Regions from separate parts of the Mus musculus genome. Here all the other regions are linked to region 1. Evidence: chromatin contacts called from public Hi-C and HiChIP or PLAC-seq data. All regions are on one chromosome and are shown on one strand. Each heading gives the region's core, a stretch centred on a gene start, on an enhancer-like site or on the middle of the called end of the contact. The rest is flanking DNA. Distances are from core to core; before and after follow the strand shown. Region 1 holds the start of Bmp2 (bone morphogenetic protein 2). Region 2 has its middle 59 kb from the start of Gm39940. Region 3 overlaps Gm39940 (a long non-coding RNA gene).

Evidence for each region. A called contact is a pair of places that touch in the nucleus more often than the background predicts. HiChIP or PLAC-seq counts read pairs in DNA pulled down with a chosen protein or histone mark.
Region 2: a contact with region 1 is called in an H3K4me3 HiChIP or PLAC-seq map of embryonic limb bud, with 3 times the contacts expected there. The contact joins the enhancer-like site here to the promoter of Bmp2 in region 1. A contact is called at or near these places in 10 of 39 promoter capture datasets (cranial neural crest, embryonic stem cells, frontonasal cranial neural crest and 6 more), 12 of 484 Hi-C or Micro-C datasets (the AML12 cell line, cerebellum, cerebral cortex and 5 more), 5 of 115 datasets of contacts at active chromatin or transcription factors (craniofacial prominence, embryonic forebrain, embryonic limb bud and 2 more) and 2 of 9 other capture datasets (embryonic stem cells and embryonic tail).
Region 3: a contact with region 1 is called in a Hi-C map of nephron progenitors, with 3 times the contacts expected there. The contact joins the enhancer-like site here to the promoter of Bmp2 in region 1. A contact is called at or near these places in 12 of 39 promoter capture datasets (cranial neural crest, embryonic stem cells, frontonasal cranial neural crest and 7 more), 17 of 484 Hi-C or Micro-C datasets (the AML12 cell line, Sertoli cells, cerebellum and 7 more) and 9 of 115 datasets of contacts at active chromatin or transcription factors (bone marrow-derived macrophages, craniofacial prominence, embryonic forebrain and 5 more).

What each region holds. Positions count from the first base shown.
Region 1 is chr2:133,550,760-133,553,702 of GRCm38.p6, reverse strand. It overlaps Bmp2 (bone morphogenetic protein 2), which reads right to left and starts at 1,544. Exons shown (of 3, transcript NM_007553.3): 1 at 352-1,544. RefSeq lists promoters at 579-894, 1,384-1,582, 579-2,943 and a cis regulatory region at 2,556-2,566.
Region 2 is chr2:133,800,874-133,803,816 of GRCm38.p6, reverse strand. No RefSeq gene overlaps it. Among named protein-coding and RNA genes, the nearest start is that of Gm39940, 59 kb to the right of the region's middle. Within about 2 kb of position 1,371, at least 3 of the 459 cell types and tissues checked have an H3K27ac peak or open chromatin away from gene starts, as enhancers often do. A contact at or near this core is called in embryonic limb bud, where this site is marked.
Region 3 is chr2:133,782,342-133,785,284 of GRCm38.p6, reverse strand. All of the region lies in intron 1 of Gm39940 (a long non-coding RNA gene), which reads right to left. Among named protein-coding and RNA genes, the nearest start is that of Gm39940, 41 kb to the right of the region's middle. Within about 2 kb of position 1,469, at least 9 of the 459 cell types and tissues checked have an H3K27ac peak or open chromatin away from gene starts, as enhancers often do. A contact at or near this core is called in nephron progenitors, where this site is marked.

The DNA.
Region 1 (2,943 bases), core at 295-2,794:
TCTAAGGCTTGGAGTACTTACTGGTCAGCAATGAACTAGTAAAATCTACTGGCCATACTCTTTAAATGGATTTCTGCATTTTTTTTTTTGAAAGCCCAAAACAGCCCTTATAATGTATCGAAAACTTGGGGAGGAGGAACCGGCTGGAGGAAGGTCGCAGGCCAGTGGGCAAGGCAGAGGGATCTGGGGTTTGGAATGCCTAACCCCTCTAGGGATCCGCTGCACGTGCACCGGGTGAGGGTATGTTTACGTCCACTCCACTCCACCAGTCCTCCCAGGCGCCCTGCGCCGTTGGGCGGGAAGCGGTGTCACCCGCCAGCCAACCCCGGGTCCCCGGCCCGTGTCCTCTACCTTTAGGAGACCGCAGTCCGTCTAAGAAGCACTAGGGGGCACGTCCATTGAGAGAGTCTCCACATGGAAAAAGCTCTGTCCGAGGGACCTGGAGCAGCAACTGGGCTTCTGTTGCTTTTCTTCGCCTCCTCCTCCTTCTCCGGGTGTTCTCCCTGTAGGGAACTGTGTCTTGGGGTGGGCCCAGCGGGCTGAGGAAGAGAGGTGATCGGGCTGGAGGCGGCAAGACTGGATCCGCCGGGCGAGGACACCGGCGCGAAGTGGGGAGCCCAAGTCACTCTCCCGGCAAGTTCAAGAAGTCTCCAGCCAAGTGCTGACACACAGCCTCGAGCAGGGGGAGGAGTGCGGGGCCGGGACGGGAAGGGAAGGCTGAGGCAAGGCTGCTGCTGTCGTCGGCCTCAGGGACCAGCGCTGGCGGGGCGCGGGGCTGGCTCCGGGACTCGCCGGGCGAGGGACGGACGTTCTGCGTTAGCTGGGCCGCGACCCATGGCTCGGGGCAGCCATCGTGGGCGATGCCGTGTCCGGGCAAGGGCGCAGCGAAGATCTGGGTGGCGGGCGGGCCGCCACTCTGCATCCCTCAGCCTGACTCTGGCGCACCCCCATCAGCGCTCGCCAGCAGAGCCCGCACGGCTGCGGCGCCCCGGCGTCCTGGGGCTCATTCTCGAGACAGTCCAGCCGCGCGTCTCGGGTTGCCAAACCGGGTGACCTCGCGCTCCGAGCCCTCGGGCCAAGTGTCTTTTGTGGCAGCCTGGGGTCCACTCACTCTTCCGCCCGCTCGCCTTGGGCGCTCACTCCTGGGTCAGAGTGGCCCCGCATTGAGGGTAAGACTGTGCTCCGGACTCCCGGTTCTTAGCGTCGGTCCGCGACTCTAGCTTCTCCCGGACAGCCGAGGCCACAGCGCCAGGCGCGCACAGTCTGGAGTTCCAACCCGTGTCGTGCCAGTCCCTCGAAGCCGCGGGTGACCCTCGCGTCTTTCGCCGGGAGGGCGTCCGGTGCCTGGTGTCGCCTGGGGAGGCTACGTCCGGGGCTGCCAATCCCGGGCGGGCTGTGGGAAGCGCAGCGGCGGCGGGCGCAGTGCGAGCAGGGCTCTGCGCGGCAGGGCGAGGACTCCGGCGGCGACGACGGAGGCGCCGTGGCGCGGCGCTCGCGGCTTTTAAAGGAGACGCCGCCTGCCGGCTCCCTCCCGGCCGTGGCCGAACACCTCCCCCTCGGAGGCGCAGCGCGCCGGGGATCCCCGGGCGGGCGGGAGCGGCGCGCAGGGGTGTGGACGGCGCGCCCTACGGGGCGGCCGCGGTGGAGCGGGGCGGGGCGAGCGCGCGGCCGCTAAGGGGTCGCGTCCCGGATGAGTGTGAAGCCGACCCCCGGGACCTGGATCCGCGCCCACAGCTGCGGGAGACTAGGGCAAATCCAGAGTCCACTGGCCTCTGAGTTCCCTCATTGGGCCAATATTCAACTTGAGTTTGAAGTTTTTAGGTAAGAGCACATTAAAAAGAAGAACAGAACTTACAAGTTATTAGACATTTTGGCAAAAATGTGAGCAAACGCTTCTGTTTTGAATGGTGAGAAGAAAATGTCGAGAAATAGCCGATACACATCTGAGTGCATTATTACATTTTATAAATATTCATACATTTATATTCAAATAAATGAATCTAATAAAAAGATGCATATATTTTATATGTATTTATTTATGTAAATTATAAAAATACGGGTACAGGTTTCTGAACATAGATACACACTTGTAAAGTGGACATCCCTTCTAGTGATGTGTGTGTGTGTGTGTGTGTGTGTGTGTGTGTGTCCATGTGAGGGGACAATGAGAGTTAATAGAAATTCTCTTTATAGAAGCGATCACTTCGATACTTGTGATATTTATCTTCCCTTCCACACCCACCTACTCCAGAGTCAGGTAACAAGACAATTCCGGTTTGAGACCTTTGAATTTTCTGCCTGGTCCTCTCTCTCCACTGGGTCTCCAGCAGTAAGGCTCTGGCTGTGGCCAAGCCAGTTTTCTTCCTCAGCTGGAAATGTCCCCAAAGCTGCTGAGCCAGGATTCTTTTTTGAAATCTTTCCATTTCTCCCTACATTCAGGAGCCTTCATAGTACCACCACTGGCTACCCACAGGACCCCCAAAACTATGGGCTGAGCATTCCTGTAGAAGACCAGAGTGAATAACGTTACGTTGTGAACCAGATCTTTCCAGTTTGCAAAGCAAAGACCGAGAAAGACCAGAAGCAGGGGCTTTAATGATTTTTTTACCCACGTGTGCTAGCTTTTCAGTCGGGGAGCTAAAATAACTCTAGGTTCGTTCACCTAAATCGGATTAGCAACCCACAGAGGGAAATTAGGCCCTGGCTGTTTCTAGAGCTGTAGAGGTCAAATAAGGTATTTTTGAAGGAAGGCTGTCTACAAGGGAAATTAAAGGAGAGGAAGGGATAGATCCAGCAATTTGCGATCAGCTACTGTATTCCTTTTTAAAACGTGTTGCAGAAGTTGTCACTCTGAATCATGAGACACCAAACAAGGCGGCAATAAAACACTCCACTCAGACGTGTAAGTGTGTAAGTCAAAAGGGCTGATCGCCTCTGAAGCCA
Region 2 (2,943 bases), core at 122-2,621, 250 kb before region 1:
GCAAATAGCTAATCTGGATTTTAGACTATACAAAGCTCAGAAATACGCTGAATTCTAAATAAAATTCTAAGGCATAAATAGTAAGTGATTTAGCTTGTATGAAATTCAAACCACAATAATTTATCATGATGAAAATTAAGAACACTGCTTAAATTTGGAGAGATTTATAGAGGTTTGAGAGTAAAGACACAGAGGTACTTTCTGGTGTTGTAAAAATATTTCTTACAATTTGGGTGACATAGTGAAAAAATAATCAATATCTACCAAATCATATGCCACCCATTACTGAACATAGGTTAAATTTAAAATAAAGTTATCCTGCATTAAGTGTTTGCCATGCATACATGAAGCTCTGAGCTTGAGTCCCTACAACCCATATAAGAGCAAGATACCGGAGTGTGATCATCTGGAATCCTCGTGTGATTTGCTACAGGGGATGGGAAGCAGAGACAGCCGAGTCCCTAGAAGCTTGTGGGCCAACAAGACTTGCAGAAGAGAGGAAACAACAAAAGAAACCCAAAACCACAAAAGAGAACCCATTTCACACAGAGCAGAAGGTAAGAACTGACAGCTACGTATGTGCTGAAGAGTGGGCCCCAGTCCTCATACAGGTTCACATGCACATACATGTCATATGTGCACACAAAGCCATACATAAAATCCTGTGGTTCTCCAGCTGGGTGCTAGTAATCTTTATCCCCCCCCCTCACTCTCCTGGTATTTTTAAACCACCTCCCTCATAAATTAAGGAAAGGCTTCATTCATAAGAAGCTTCTGTTTGCTGGAAAACAGTTACTGTTATTCCTCAAAGAAGAAAGCCTGACTCCGAGAATCACCAAAGAATAACCTGCAGCCTCACCAGCCTCCACTGTGACCTCTGTCACAACAGGAAACATTAATTCCCCACACGGCTTGTAAGCTTCATCTGGCCTGTGTGGCATGGAGCCAAATAAGTCCCCAGGGGGGAAAAAATAGCCAACCAGGTGGGTTTTCAGAAAAAGAAATAAGAGGCACAGGCTGCCCGCTGACTGGAATATTTGCTTAGAGATATTTCTGTGCCTGAGAATGAAATGCAAATTTGTTTCCAGTAGCCTGAGGTGGGATAGTGGTATTTATGGTTTTGCTTCAGAACCTGATGAAAATTGGGAGTGAGTTCATCTCTTTTTATAAGGTTATTTGGTGAGGTTTTCCAGCATGATCTAATCTTACCCTGGAAAATGAACTCAAAGGACTTGCCTGCTTATTAGGGATGAGTTCATTAGCCCCACTTCACAGCCATCCAAGAGGATGTCTTCATGGAAGTCTAGATGCCGCTGCTCTCCCAGATGGGCTTGGGGACCTCCCCGTGACTTCAGAGGGCCTTCCCCGGGCAGGACAGGAAAGAATCACATCCAACCTCCTTCATATTTTAAGTGCACTGGTCTTTCCATTACCTACTCTACTCTGAGAGCTGTATAATTTAAGTTCCCAAATTAGGAACAGGTTACAAACCGACAACCTTAGCTCACTCTCAGACACAATCTACTGGCCCTGAGTTAAAAAACACCAGCACCCTGCTTCTTCTGTACCTGGCACGACATAGGTGAGCCGGGCTCATATTAAAACCTTCCAAAGCACTGGAGTGAGAAAGCAAACACACCAGTCTAGTAAAAGTAGCCAGCTTCCATAGTTAAAGAGAAAAAAGGTGAAGCAAGTCGAGTTGGATTATGTTTTGTATGCTGGCTTGTAAGTTCATATTTAATAAACAAGTTCTTTGGTTGTGGACTAGTAATGAAGTTGTGTGCTGGGGATCATCCTTCTTCATAAAATAAGATACATTTAATTTTTTTAAGACCACTGAGATAAACAATATACACCTATTATACATAATAATAATATACACATATCATGCATATTAATTTATGCATGTTAAGTCAACAAAATAACTCAAAATTTAGAATCACACACACATCATTATAGATGAACAATAACCAAAATACTAAATAGATTGGGAATCCATGCTTTATCAAAAGTTCTGGAAATGGATACTTTTTTTTCCTCTATTTCTTTTTTTTTTTTTAATTAGGTATTTTCCTCGATTACATTTTCAATGCTATCCCAAAAGTCCCCCATATCAACCCCCAATCCCCTACCCACCCACTCCCCCTTTTTGGCCCTGGGGTTCCCCTGTACTGGGGCATATAAAGTTTGCAAGTCCAATGGGCCTCTCTTTGCAGTGATGGCCAACTAGGCCATATTTTGATACATATGCAGCTAGAGACAAGAGCTCCGGGGTACTGGTTAGGGGTTTGAGAATGGCGTTTAGGATCACAGTTCTCAAGGAGGTGTCACCTTCCACACCCATGCTGACAAGAATGATATTTTCTAATATCACTTCAAACTGTCAAAAAGGTCAAACTCCAAATGACCATGGTCACCAAATGGTTATAAGTCCATAGAAACCTAAGAAGTATCAGGTTCAAAATGTCACAGTTGCACTATACTGCCTAGGATTCTTCAGAACTGCAGTTTGCATAATCTAGTCAATCTCGGCTTCTACAACCATGTTGTTCATGAACCTTAACAGTAAGGGAAGTATTTAAGGGTTTTAGAAATGATTTAAGCAAAGATGTGGGAAGAAGCACTAATCTCATAAGTTGCTGTTATCTTAACCCATTTTCTCTAATTGCCCTCCTGAATCCTACTCCAAACAGGGCCAAAGAGAGGAAGGGGTCTTGTCATCACAGAGTGACATTTCCTCAGGTTGTTCTAGTCACGGAAGATATGGTTTTCTGTTCCAATAATCCAAATCAATCACTCAGCATTCAATATTGTTTTCTGGATACTAATGCCGAATAACCAATATAACTTGCCTACATTTTTCTGTGCTAGGATTTATTCACAATTGTTTTCCATGAAAAATAAACCATTTCCTGTTAATTTTCCAATGCTTTTCTATTGACT
Region 3 (2,943 bases), core at 220-2,719, 230 kb before region 1:
GGCATCTTGAAAGTACTAACTCTGGCATGGATATTGGGCAATTGGCTGAAATGTAAGTTAAAAAAAGTCTTGTGTATGTGTGTATATGTCTGTAGAATAAGAGTGTCTGAAGATGGGTATGCCCACAAAAGTATGGCAAGTACATGTAGTGAGTCATTTCAGGGGTTTAGAAAGGCTTAACACTGTCAAGCTTTTATTTGTCAAATGGAGTCAATCACCTGTGACAGATCTGGGGTTTGTGTGCCAATGATGGAGACTCATTCACCTTCAGTTGACATTCACCCTAATGAAGCATTTTGTGGAGATAAGTGAAATAAATTTTTTTTATCATTTGTTTTGATTCATAAAAAGCCAGGAGAATAGACCAGGAGGTCCTAACCCGTGGAAGAAACAGACTGGAAGTTAGCATCCCATTTGGCCCATCATAACCAAGAGAATAGGCAAATCTGGATACCCTATCTCCCCTAAACTTTAATATGTAAAAGCATTCATTCCTGCTCTTATAAGGCTTTGTGCTAGAGAATTATATCTCTATCAGGGAATCAGGAATTGGGAAAAACCCTAAGAGTCCAAGATCACACCATTAGGTCTATTGGCCAGTCTCTCATGGTGGGAACCAGGCATAGGAGATGACATGTGTATTGGTGGAAATAACCTTCAAAATGATCTGCATTGTGGGAAACTGTCAGGAGAAACTACATGGTAAGCATGCTTCTCTCAGAGGGCAAGCATACAGCTGATACACGGTAATAAGGCATCTGCTCTGACACCATTAACCTTGTCAACTCTAGACCTCTGCAATTCAATGCCCCTGACTCAGAGCAAATGAGATTTTAAGGCAAAATTTCTAAAATCAGAAAGAATTATCATGGGCATTCTGTTGGCCAGTAAGGAAAAAAAATAGGCTAAAGTTAAATGACTTCAGAATTAAGTCATATTAACCAGTCTCCGAAGCTGAATAGAGTTTCATGTAATTTTTCTAAACTTAATAATATCATAATATCACCTACTCATGGAGAAAGTCATCAGGATATAAGTTATTGCAGAAGCTATTGCAAATCTGCTTGCAAGGAGCGCACAGTGAGTTTCTAAGAATACTTTCTCTTCACATTAGTGAAATGATTCTATGCAAGCTGTTCTTTGGCAAAAAGTCTTCCTGTTAAATTCTTAGACAACTGTGGGTTCTCGCTCTGTTGTAAGAAGGCACACAGACTCTCCAAGTTGGTTAAAAAAAAAATCAGTGTCATTTTATGAGTTCTGTGATGAGGGAGAAATATGAAGAACACGAATAGCAGATGAGCCAAGAAGTCAATGCACTTTTGACAGGACTATGGACATACATTTCCCTCGACTTTATAAAATGGATGACTGACTGACTACTCAAAGGACAAAGCCTGGGAAGTGAAGGTCTGAGAACAGAGGCTTGGAGCAATAGAGCATGAGGCGTCTTGCCTCCTGTTGTTGACCTATGGATAGCTTGGAGTGGGGGTAATGAGCACTCTTGACTCCTTGGTGTTAGGATAAACAATCCCCTGGGCTCAAGTATCAGCCATTTAAATAAATTCATGAGACAGAGGAAGTGATGTTTACGAGCTAGAAGTCTGGTCTCCCTTTTCAAACAACCATGGGTACACAGATCACAAAATAGAAACCTGATATAATGGGAAGAAAATGAGAGGAAGTGGCACATGATGAACTTCGGAGGCTGCTGTAGAAACCCTTAAATCTAACGCCAAGAGAGAAGATAAAACAGAAATGACTTGATTGCCACCAAATTTAACAAGTCTTATCTTGGAAAAGTTTATATTTCTGTGTTTAATTAAGATTGAAAAAAAGCAAAAAAACAAAAAACTGTTTTCCTCATAAGAAACCTACTTTCCAAGCTTATAACCTATTTCTATTTTTCTCTATAAATTTCTACTTTCTCTATAAATGATAGAAAATAGTGTTGAAAATCTGTCCCAGTTAAGCATGTTTTAAAACACTTAACAAATTAATCAATTTACAGATATTAAAAACATCATGTACTTATATGATTGCTGTATTTTACTAAAACAGTTTAAATCATTAATATTGTAAGATGATAATATGTGAATGTACTTACCATGAACAGTGACACAGGAATAAAATTAGATAAATTATTTTTCTATGTAAATGAATGAAGAGGTAGGCAGAAACAGTGTAAGAAAAGCCAATTAACTGCGTACCTTCAGCTCAGGAAAAAATAGGGTAGTTTTTTAGACATCTACTCATGCACACCATAGGTGAGGGTGAGGGATTGGCTTCACTTATCACCTAACGGTGACTCTGTGGCAGTTATAGCCATCATTAGACGTCTCTGGCCTCTAAACTAGAGCTGGAGTGTTGATGTTCTTTTCAGATGTATACTGTGAGCCCTTACTGAAAGGTGTGCTTAAGTCACCTAAACAACTGAAGGTGTCAACACTAAATAACTTTATGTTTGGTTTCCTCAGCACCTGCTCCCCGGATCCTTCTTTCTCAGCCATTCACACTCAACACTGGAGTCTAAAGCCAAGTATTCCTGGAAGAATCAACGTGAACCCAGGTGTGCTATTGTTTCTGTATGTCATTTTCCTTTCTCTACCTGCCATCTGCCAGCTAGCACCCTCTCCTCTCTCACTGTATGTCTACTCTGTCTCTGTTTTTCTCATATGCATTCTCTCTCTCTCCCTCTCTCTTTCTCTCTCTCTCTCTCTCTCTCTCTTTCACACACACACACACACACACACACACACACACACACACACTGGTGACTCCACAGAGCTCCATTTTGTCTTTATACATTTAACTTTGCATCCTGTTTTTTTGTGGCCAGAGTGCTGGTCTGTATTGCCCTTGACCCCCTGAGGTGCTCCTAGCAAATCATTTTTAAAGCCCTCAAAACTGTTACCCTTCCTGATCTCTACCACCTTCAAACAATGC